2 separate regions of the Mus musculus genome follow, and region 2 is linked to region 1. A link is a contact called in public HiChIP or PLAC-seq data. All regions are on one chromosome and are shown on one strand. The core of a region is the stretch at or near the end of the contact, and the rest is flanking DNA. Distances in the headings are between cores, read along the strand shown.

What was found. HiChIP or PLAC-seq counts read pairs in DNA pulled down with a chosen protein or histone mark.
Region 2: a FOXA1 HiChIP or PLAC-seq map of pancreatic cancer cells shows a contact between it and region 1. The contact joins two enhancer-like sites. A contact is called at or near these places in 3 of 39 promoter capture datasets (the HPC-7 cell line, HPC-7-derived erythroid cells, pre-B cells and 1 more), 1 of 484 Hi-C or Micro-C datasets (the HPC-7 cell line) and 1 of 115 datasets of contacts at active chromatin or transcription factors (pancreatic cancer cells).

The regions. Positions count from the first base shown.
Region 1 is chr5:75,933,281-75,938,653 of GRCm38.p6, reverse strand. Kdr (kinase insert domain protein receptor) reads left to right here. Exons shown (of 30, transcript NM_010612.3): 28 at 1,716-1,815; 29 at 2,274-2,359; 30 at 4,036-5,373. The coding sequence ends at 4,231. Among named protein-coding and RNA genes, the nearest start is that of Gm32727, 41 kb to the left of the region's middle. Within about 2 kb of position 3,208, at least 5 of the 459 cell types and tissues checked have an H3K27ac peak or open chromatin away from gene starts, as enhancers often do. A contact at or near this core is called in pancreatic cancer cells, where this site is marked.
Region 2 is chr5:76,367,861-76,373,924 of GRCm38.p6, reverse strand. No RefSeq gene overlaps it. Among named protein-coding and RNA genes, the nearest start is that of Nmu, 7.1 kb to the right of the region's middle. Within about 2 kb of position 4,449, at least 16 of the 459 cell types and tissues checked have an H3K27ac peak or open chromatin away from gene starts, as enhancers often do. A contact at or near this core is called in pancreatic cancer cells, where this site is marked.

The DNA.
Region 1 (5,373 bases), core at 1,959-4,458:
AATCACTGGGCAGAGAATGTAAAGATCTGATCTTCTAAGGTAGCTGTGTGATACCCACGCCACCTCCTGACGCTGCCTGGTTGTCACCTCGGATACCTATGGAATCCAGGCACTGCTCCAAACCTTATGCACATTCCTGTTCTTTATTCCGATTCTTCTCTACATAAGGGTGAAGTCTCCTACCAGGCTTCCCTGCCTCTGGTCTTCTCTTCTCTTCACAGCCAAGATGTCTAGAAAGCAGCTCTGATCATGCCAATCCCATGCCTCAAACTTTTTCAGTGGCCCTCACAACTATAGCCTAAGGCTCGAGCTGTATGATTTTGGACAAGTAGGTTTTGGAGAGGTTACTGTGAGATGCTGTGAGGCAGTGTTTGAAGAGCATTCAGCTCAATGTCTGAGTGGTGATAGATTCCCAAAGGTCTTCCTGAACGAGTGACTAGGCATGATGCTAACCAGCTTTGGCAGTCACTGCTTTTAAAGACCAGACTTATCAGGAAACAGGCTTTGCTTGTTCCCTGCATCGCCTGGCCTGTCTCCTTTCCTGTGGAGTCTCCCGAGTTGGGGTATCACTGAGAACCTCATTCTCTCCTCTGTGTGGGAAGGAAACAACCTCTTAGGGAAGGGAAGAGATGCTCAGGTTCCATTCTTCAACTCTGACCCAGCATTTATGCGCTGTGCCAGCAGGCTGCTTGTCATGGGACAAGAGTGAAGAATATGTTTATTGTCTGCATGGACGTTTCCTGTACAGGGGGCTTCTCTTATCTCCCCTTGGGCTGCTGGAGGCTTTGACAGGATCTCTGGGCTCTCCCAATGTCAAGTGGTAGGGAAGAGCAAGCCCCAGGGAGCGGTAATGTGCTGTCTGACAAGTCTCATTCTGTGGAGGTCTTCTGGAATTCAAAAGAGGGAGGCAAATGCTGGTTGATGGGGTTTTGCACTTCCTAAGAACAGCAAACTTGACATCTACCCGTGCTGTTCACCTTGACAACACCCGTGCATGCTGCTGAAGAATAGCTCTTGCCTACGAGCATTTAAAATGGAGCAGCAAAGGCTTGACTCCATTCCTGTACTCAGGGTTAGACTTAAAGCTATGCAAAGTGTCTTGAGACTCTGAAGCCACTGTCCTTTTCTGAAATAAGCAACCATGTGGGCTAAAAGCGTGCCTGGGTAAGACCCAGCCCACCTCCCTCTGTGCCTTAGATCTGTAGTTCATGTAGGAGAAAGAAGCTGACTTGAGACCACTGCCCAGCACAGTATCCAGCATCTAGGGATACCAAAGGATACCTTACCCATGATGCCCTGTGAATACTGTGTAGGACACATCTCTTTGGAGATGGCTAGAAAAAGGGAAGCATGCTGCAGTACATCAAGAGATCACCTGAGGAATTCCATGCAGTCAGCGCCCTGCTGTTGAGTCAGCTGCCCTTGTCTTTAGTTCAGCACTGAACCCCAGAAGCACAATTCCAAGGCACAGGGTCTCCTTTACCCTTCTCAGTTATATTATACTTTTAAATGGACTTTCACAGGAAATTAAGCCTTCTGTGCGTGCTAGCAGAAAAAAATATTCTTTTTGAATTTTGTTTTTCTTCTAGCAAAGGATGTTTTGAAGGTTGCTATTCAACTTGTGGTTGAAAGATAATGAGCTTAGGTATCACTTGAGGCATCCACAGCCAAATATACCACCACCCAAATACAAATAAATATTTGTTCTCTTGCAGTCATTATCTCCAGAACAGTAAGCGAAAGAGCCGGCCAGTGAGTGTAAAAACATTTGAAGATATCCCATTGGAGGAACCAGAAGTAAAAGTGATCCCAGATGTAAGTACATCTTTTAAAAATAGTCATAAAGATAATACTTGGGGTGAAATACTAGCTAGATAAATATTAGCCTAAGCTCTTGAGTTTTGGAACCTTATTAAGGCTGTCCTTGAGCATATGTGCCCTGGGGGAGGTCGATCTTTAGTTTTGCCGTATGAAAGGCACCTGGACCAAGGTTTGGGATAGTCTTAACTGTGTGTCCAACTTCACTCAAGTGCAAATGTTGTCGCCGTGCAGAGAGGAGACCCCAACATCCTGACCTTTCCTCTCTCCTTAGCCCAAGTCTACTTCCTCGAAGCATTTGCTTCCTTTGTGGCTTGCACAGTCGCTGGCTGCCATACCCTTTCCCTCTTTGGCATGACATTGAGTCCTATTGTCAGCTAGATGGATTGAGAAAGGAGTTTAAAGTAGCTGGTCACGTGCACACTCACTGTGTCATTTCACTGTCTCCTAAAAAGGACAGCCAGACAGACAGTGGGATGGTCCTTGCATCAGAAGAGCTGAAAACTCTGGAAGACAGGAACAAATTATCTCCATCTTTTGGGTAAGACTCAGCCTACTAAGGAAGAATATTTCAATACGTATTTTTGGAAGGGCATAATAAAGACATTCAGTGTAGATGTGGTTTCTTTTCTGGTGCCTTTGGAGGTTGATGACATTAATATTCCAAATTAGCAATTTGATAAAGAGGTAAAATAAACTAAGCCATGAAATTGGTGAGTCTGAAGAAAACCCTGAAGCAAGTTAGAGTATTTGGCCAATTTCTAATGACTACATTTGTGAAGGCTATGGGACTGATACGGGCCAGCAGAGTGACCTGTGGCTTCTATGGCCCTGGCCAAACTGCAAAGATGTCAGCAGGTACCATGATCCTGAAGAGTGAAGACTTTGCAGACTCTGATGGACTGTCAAACCTGTACTTAGATGGCTTTATCTGTAATTAAGAAAGATGATATATAAATACATACATATTCACTTATTTCATATATTTAAATATGATTCTTTGAGTCACTGCCTTTTCAGTTGGGGGAAAACTATTAAATTTATTCGAGTCATTCTTCCTTATGACTCAACAGGTATATATAGGCTTTGAATAAATGTACCTGATTTAAATATTAAAAAAATCTTTATGTTTCTAAGAAGAGTGGGATAAGAGTAGTTATTTGTTTGCTGGCAGGCTCATTCTAGGTAGGGAAAACCCAAGATTTGATCTACACACCAGAGAGCTGCTGTACGAGGTGGGGTTCCCTATGGACTTTTGAGTGATGTCTATACAACAACAGTAGCCACAGTAAACTTGGCCGTTTTCTTTAAGGCCCAGCAAGAAGGCATGGGCACCAACCACATGCTTCTTTCATTGACTCAAACAATAGTGACTCAGAGCTATTAGGTGGCCAGGATCATGCCTCTGTTTGAGACACAAACTGGTTTGGTGTGGGAAGTGAAGAGCGGGGCTGGGAGGGGAAACATACTTGTGGTTCTTTGAACTTACATGAAACCGTATTTGAACACAGAGTAAACAAACTCTCTCTGTGGCTTTTATCATGAATAATAAGAATAAGACCCCTTCGAGGGCAAAGCCCGAGCTTTTCGGTCCACACAGCCCACGTTTGTTAGCTTTGACATGACTACTATGTCATTGGAAACATTCTCCAGTTGCTGCTGAGTGACTGAACCCCCAATTTGTCCAAAGAATTTGGTTTGGATGAGTAAAAAACAGTTTTTGACATGTCTGGCCTGACTGTACACTAGCTTTTTTTTTTTTTCTCCCCCTCTACAAATTTATTAACATCTTTTATAGACCACTTAGCTCCCTAGGTGACCGAACAGGAAAAACACAAATGAACTTTTAGACCATCCCGATATCGTTTAATATCATGAAAGAGACCCTGTGACTTCTATCACTGTAGACAAACTTGTCAATCGTCAAGGCTGTAAAACTCTTCCATTGGTTGGGGGCTCTGCATACCTCAGCAGAACGGCCTTTTATCTCGTCTCAAGCTTGAAAGACTTGGACCCGAATAAGAGGACTTATCTGCGACTACTAGCTCATGCCAGTACCTGAGAGTAGACCTTGTCTGAGGCTGATTAGGGAATGAGAGAGAGGGGCTAGTGTCTCTGGAGGGGATTCTACTTCCTTGAGCTCGGGCTTTGGTGACTGTGTAAAGCAAATGAGCCGGCTTCCCTTTTTAATTCATTCGCTTGCTGTTTCTTCTACAGTGGAATGATGCCCAGTAAAAGCAGGGAGTCTGTGGCCTCGGAAGGCTCCAACCAGACCAGTGGCTACCAGTCTGGGTATCACTCAGATGACACAGACACCACCGTGTACTCCAGCGACGAGGCAGGACTTTTAAAGATGGTGGATGCTGCAGTTCACGCTGACTCAGGGACCACACTGCGCTCACCTCCTGTTTAAATGGAAGTGGTCCTGTCCCGGCTCCGCCCCCAACTCCTGGAAATCACGAGAGAGGTGCTGCTTAGATTTTCAAGTGTTGTTCTTTCCACCACCCGGAAGTAGCCACATTTGATTTTCATTTTTGGAGGAGGGACCTCAGACTGCAAGGAGCTTGTCCTCAGGGCATTTCCAGAGAAGATGCCCATGACCCAAGAATGTGTTGACTCTACTCTCTTTTCCATTCATTTAAAAGTCCTATATAATGTGCCCTGCTGTGGTCTCACTACCAGTTAAAGCAAAAGACTTTCAAACAGTGGCTCTGTCCTCCAAGAAGTGGCAACGGCACCTCTGTGAAACTGGATCGAATGGGCAATGCTTTGTGTGTTGAGGATGGGTGAGATGTCCCAGGGCCGAGTCTGTCTACCTTGGAGGCTTTGTGGAGGATGCGGGCTATGAGCCAAGTGTTAAGTGTGGGATGTGGACTGGGAGGAAGGAAGGCGCAAGCTCGCTCGGAGAGCGGTTGGAGCCTGCAGATGCATTGTGCTGGCTCTGGTGGAGGTGGGCTTGTGGCCTGTCAGGAAACGCAAAGGCGGCCGGCAGGGTTTGGTTTTGGAAGGTTTGCGTGCTCTTCACAGTCGGGTTACAGGCGAGTTCCCTGTGGCGTTTCCTACTCCTAATGAGAGTTCCTTCCGGACTCTTACGTGTCTCCTGGCCTGGCCCCAGGAAGGAAATGATGCAGCTTGCTCCTTCCTCATCTCTCAGGCTGTGCCTTAATTCAGAACACCAAAAGAGAGGAACGTCGGCAGAGGCTCCTGACGGGGCCGAAGAATTGTGAGAACAGAACAGAAACTCAGGGTTTCTGCTGGGTGGAGACCCACGTGGCTGCCCTGGTGGCAGTGTCTGAGGGTTCTCTGTCAAGTGGCGGTAAAGGCTCAGGCTGGTGTTCTTCCTCTATCTCCACTCCTGTCAGGCCCCCAAGTCCTCAGTATTTTAGCTTTGTGGCTTCCTGATGGCAGAAAAATCTTAATTGGTTGGTTTGCTCTCCAGATAATCACTAGCCAGATTTCGAAATTACTTTTTAGCCGAGGTTATGATAACATCTACTGTATCCTTTAGAATTTTAACCTATAAAACTATGTCTACTGGTTTCTGCCTGTGTGCTT
Region 2 (6,064 bases), core at 3,200-5,699, 430 kb before region 1:
ATCCAATTTTTAATATAATTCACCAGAGAATAATTTTCTGATGTTTAAGAGTCCTTCACTTTGGGGAGATACAGGCACTCAGGACTGTCTGGAGCCGTGTGCCTTGAGTGTAGCTTTTTTTTCTTCTTCTTCTTCTATGTATAAGAGTCAGAAGTGAATAGAAAATGAAGCAAGATTTTGCAATTAACAATGTCTGAAGAAACACTTCAGTTCTATCCGCTGCCTAGAGAACTGTACTGGCTCTTAGGAAATCACACCAACTCAAAGGAGACTATGGCAGAATGAAACCATCAATCAAATTTGATATTATCCACTTGATATCGTTGTGAGTTTTAAATGGGGACTTTGTGCACTTGGAAGTGAAATCTGCAGGCAAAGACATGGGCAGGCAATGGGAGCCTTCCCTCCCCCCAGCCCAAGAGGAGAGTGTGCTTTTAGAAATGACATTTGGAGTGAGCTATTTTCTGACCTCATCAGAGCCAGGGTAGTCCGCTATCCTAGGTGACTGGCTAGCCAGTGTCCTGATTGCAGTGTTTTAGATGAGCAATGCTCATTGATAAGAACACTGACGTTTGGCAAGTGGGGTATCACTAACACTGACTTAAAAAAAAACTAACTTAAAAAAAAACCACTACAACTTATTCCCCCCAAAACTGTTTCTTTATCTGTGGCTCATGAATGATGCTGCCAGTAATGGCAGTGTTTAATAAGATTTGATTACAATGCTGTGAAGAAAAGTCCCATGCTCCTGGGATCCCAAAGCACCAGAGAGGGAGGAAGATGGGGCGACTGTGAATATTACTCCACCTCCTTACCTTCTCCTAAAGAAAACAAAACCTCTGCTACAGTCGGTCTCCCTCTCCCGGGAGCTGGCTCTCTGTTTTCACTCAGATTAAAACAAGAATCTCTAAATGACAACATTTGCTCACCTGTCAAACCTCCCTCAACAAGCATCAGGTCACATGACATGACTGGGTGTATCAGCAATATCCTCTCCAGTGAGACTCATCTGAAGGACAAATTGTGTGCTCTATAAAGCACCCATGAGGACTTGCGTTCTAAGACCGTTATTTTGGATTATAACATGTTCCACGATGGAGTATTAAGGTTGGCTTGGCACTCTACTTAGTTCCTTTTTTAGAATATGCCTGTGCATTTTCAACTTTTATTTGTTATGAATATTTCAAGCATGGAATTACAGAGAGAGGTTAAATGAACCCTCGGGCCTCCATCTGTCAGCTACACAACCGTCCATTCATGGCCTCTTGTTTCATCTAACTCAACCTCAACCCTGACCCAGTCCTCCACTGGATTTAACCTGTACAAAGCTTAGCATTATTCCTAACTGACAAGGGCATATAGAAAAGGCATGTGTGTAATGCTATTTTTTAAGAGCAATAAATTAGAAAATCATAAATTACAAAGATTAATGCTGGAAGTCCCTAAGGATATAGGCACGTAGAACTCCTGCGCCTCTTTGCTGGGAGAATAAACACCAAGTGAATATCTACTGTCATATTCCTCAACAGATGAATGGGTAAGCAAAATATTGGTTGTGCATATGATAGAATGATATGAGGTCTCAACCGATGCCACATGTAAATGAACCACAAAAATACTGTCACTGAGCAATCTCACTTCCAAAAATTAGCCTCAAAAAACGCAACCCAAAGCATATACTCACAAAATATGTGTGCAATAATATTTACAATGTCTCTCTGATAATCTCCCCCAATGGAAAGGCACTCAATTGCTCATGGATAGAAAAGCGAGGTTTTTGTTAAGATGAAACACTCCAATAGAATAATAAAGAAACTATGGAAGAAAGAGCTACTAACCTATACACAACATAGATGGGTCTGAAGAGCATTCTTGGGCATACTCATTAAGATGGCTGTGATTAATGAATATAATAATGAGAATTAGTAAGGGACAGGAAAGTCAAAACCCCCATGTATTGCTGGCAGGAGTATAAGATGACACATGTTGGAAAACAGTGTGACAGTTTCTTCTAAAGTGCCACATATACTTCCCTTATTGTTTTTCTAGTGGACTATCCAGGAAGAGTGAAGAAACATATGCTCAGAAGTTGTACATACAAATGTTCATAGAAGTGTCATTTACAGTTACTGAAAAAGATCACCGAAAATATTCCTCAGCAGACGAATGGAAGAGAGAAACATGGGCTGTGCATAGGATAAAGTTATTACTGGGCTATAAGAAGGAATGAGGTCTCTATCAACACCACATGGAAATGAGCCACAAAAATATCATGAAATGCGAAGGAGCCCTGCTTTAAAAGCATATACCGTACAGTCACTCTGTATAACACATCCAGAAAAGGCAAACATAAAGAGATAGAAAATAGATTACAGTCTGCCTGGGTTGGCAGTGGGAATGGGCATTTGGGTTTTTTGGGTTTTTGGGGTTTTTTGTTTTGTTTTGTTTTGTTTTTCAAACTGAGACTGTGGCAGGCCCCCTTTGGGATAATGAAAGGATCCTAATCAAGGCAATGGTTTCACATGTTAGTAAATTCCCTGAAAGGCCTTGAATCTACTTCGAATGGGCGAATGGAAAGATGGCTCAGTGGTTAAGAGCACTGACTGTTCTTTCCAAGGTCCTGAGTTCAATTCCCAGCAACCACATGGTGGCTCACAACCATGAAGTTGTGATTAGATGCCCTCTTCTGGTGTATCTGAAGACAGCTACAATGTACTCATGTACATAAAACAGAATGGGTGAATCTACTCACATGTTAGGAGATAAAAATGGTTAGAAGAATCTATACATAATGCTCTCTGCCAGCTCAACCTGAGCTTCAAGCAGCCCACCAAGCTGGCCAGGCTAAGTGAGGTGCTGGGCAGGCAGGACTATTTCACAGAGACAGTGCATGCAGGTGTATGTGGAATCTATGGACGATACCAGCTTCTCTATCATCCGAAACGCCAGAGGCCTGTTGAAGAGGGTGATGTGCTTGCCCTGTTGGAGTCAGAAAGAGAGGCTCAGAGGCTGTGCTGACCTTGCTGCTGGGTCCTGGACCTCTACTACTTAGCCCACGGGATAATCTGCAACTGTTAAATAAAACATTTGTATTTTTGTTGTTGTTTGAAAAGAATCTACACATATGATGAAAATGAACTCTGCACACAGGTACAAACACAGCATGTATGTACAATTAAAATCTTAATAAGCCAGGCAAGGTGGTGCATGCCTTTAATCCCAGTACTCTGGAGGCAGAGGCAGGAGGATTTCTGAGTTTGAGGCCAGTCTGGTCTACAAAGTGAGTCCCAGGACAGCCAGGGATATACAGAGAAACCCTGTCTCAAAAAAAAAAAAAAAAAAAAAAAGATTAAAATCTTAATAAACTGTATGACTTGGACTAATATACCTATTTCCTGGTTTTGATATTGTGTTAGAGCTATTTTAAGATTCTCTCTCAATAATAAAACAAAAAAAGGATGTTTCATTGATGTCCTGGCTAGTTTTTAGGTCAAGTTGACACAAGTTAGACTCATCTGAAAGAAGAGAACCTCAACTGAGAAAATGTCTCCATAAGATCCAGCTGTAGTACTTCATTAATTCCTGCTCCCCTGGTTAAATACCCCAGTTCCTAACAAGGTGTCTATGTTTGTTTTTACTTTATATGATTGGTATTATCAATTCCAGGTTTCTCAGATGGCCTAAAACACAGTAGGAAGTAGAACCCAGGGAGAAGCTGAGAAATGGCTTGCCTCTCATTTCCATACCATGTAAGGAAATGCCATAATTTATATGGTGTGTGTGTGTGTGTGTGTGTGTGTGCATGTGCACATGTACTTAAAGGCTGCATAAATTTTAAATAAAAATATCATAAATTCAGTTATTTTCCTTGTTCATTTACATATATATATATAATATAGCATGCAGTATCCACCACGAGCTAAGCTTCAAACACTACCAAAAACTTGAGATATTGAAACACTAGGAAAGTGATATAGAGTAAAAGAGATAAACCCCAGAATTGTAATTTTCATTCTACTGGAAGAAGGCAACTATGCACATGTCAAGTAGATGCATTCACATACATATACATGCATGCATACATATCACCATCTACCAGCGGGTGGTAAGTCTTTCAGAGAACAAAGAAAGCAACTCAAGGAAGATAGGGAATGAAGAGTGGAAAGAGGGTGCCATTTACTCTCAGGAGATTGTGGAAAGATGATGTCATCAAGAAGGCAGTCTGTCACAGGAAAACCTTGAATGCTTTCCCCACCCTCTGCTGGCACAGTTCTCTGAAGGTCCACGAGAAACCTTGCTGGTCAATTTTTGGCAACTTGACTCAAGCTAGAGTTATCTGGGAAGAAGGACCCTAATCTGAAAATTGTTTGCATAACATTAACCTCTAGGTGTGTCTGTCAGGGCTTTCTTTCTAATTCATGATTGAAATGGGAGGGCCTAGCCCATTGTGGGCGGTGTCATTCCTAGTCAGGTGGTCGGGGATGTATGCAACAACAATCTGAGCAGACCACAGAGAGCAAGCCAGCATGCAGCACACGTCTGTGGCCCCTGCATCAGCTCCTGCCTCCAGGTTTCTATCCTGTTTCAGTTCCTGCCCCAACGTCCCACAACGATCACAGCTGTGATTGAGTCACGTAAACCAAATAAACTCCTTCCTTCCCAAGATGCTGCTGGCCTTTTTCACAGCATTGAAAGTCAACTAAGACAGAAAAGAATGCTGATGTGTCAGGAGGAGATAGGTGGTAGAAACAATTTGTTGATTTTTATTATGAGAGAGAATAAAAATATAGGAGGCAAGAACGGTGAGAGAAAGCAGTTCGAGCTGATTTTAAGGACCAACAGGTTCTGCTCGGGGCTGTTGAACCAAGAGATGAATGTACAGACGTCGGTGTCAGAGAGAGTTGTAGAGGTGGCCTGCCGGAAGCCTGCTTGGTTAAAGAAATGAGTAACTCGGCTGTGTTTGAGTTTCCTCTAAGAAGTAAATGGTTTTTGTGTGGTTTTCTTTTTCATTATTTTAGGGGGATGGGCAGGGATTAAGGAACAGGGGCCCTCCCTTGCTGGGCACTTTTCCAGTGAGCTATATCCCTAGCCTTTAAATTTTTTTCTGTTTTTTGTTTGTTTGTTTGTTTGCTTGTTTGTTTTAAGACAGGTTAGCCTTAAACTCTTTGGTAAGCCTGGGCAGACTTCAAATTTGCAATTCTGAAACCTTTATCTCTTGAATTATTCTCTGTGTGTGTGTCCCCATGTGTGTGTCCCCATGTGTTCTCAAGTGTGAGTTTGAGACAAAGTCTCTTTATGTCCCCTGGCTGTCCTAGAACTTATCCCAGTCCTGGCTTTTTGTACACAAACTTTTAAATTATTGTTGAGATTCAATAACATTGAAATTAGCATCCATCAAAAATCACACTGCTGGATAAAAACAGAAAAAGGTTTAGGCAAAGCTCAACTATACAGCCCAAGTTGGACTTGCACTCATGATTTTCTGCCTTAACCTTAGGAGTTCTGGAACTAGAGACACACACAGATTAATTTTTGACAAAAAAAGAATTTGATTATAGATGAACAAAGACTAAACTTCTCAAAATTGGCTAATCTTAATTTTATTAGAACACAAACATCTTAAAATAATAGCAAGTGTTACTTAACTTAGAGCAGCCTGACACATGTATGGGAACACAGACACACAAACACACACACATACACACACAGCTTATAGCATCCATGTCTCTCTAGTCTACTTTAAAAAGCTGAGTTAAAATGAAAACACATGAGATTAAATGAGCAGTGACCCTCTTTTCTGACATCCACTTATATTGTGCTTGTTTCTATATTTAGAAATTCATTCCAGATCTCTTGATTATTTTAACTTTTTAAAGATGTCAAATTATACTGTTTTTCCCCTTTTCAATTAAATTCAGCTAATACACAATAAATCTTAATCTGGGCATGTCCATATAAGGAATTTATGTATTTTCATAATAACGGACATTTTAGGGACTATAAAAATTCATTTATTTTAGGTGGATTAAAAGTCAGTTTAGCCATTTAAAAATGGTAATGCAAC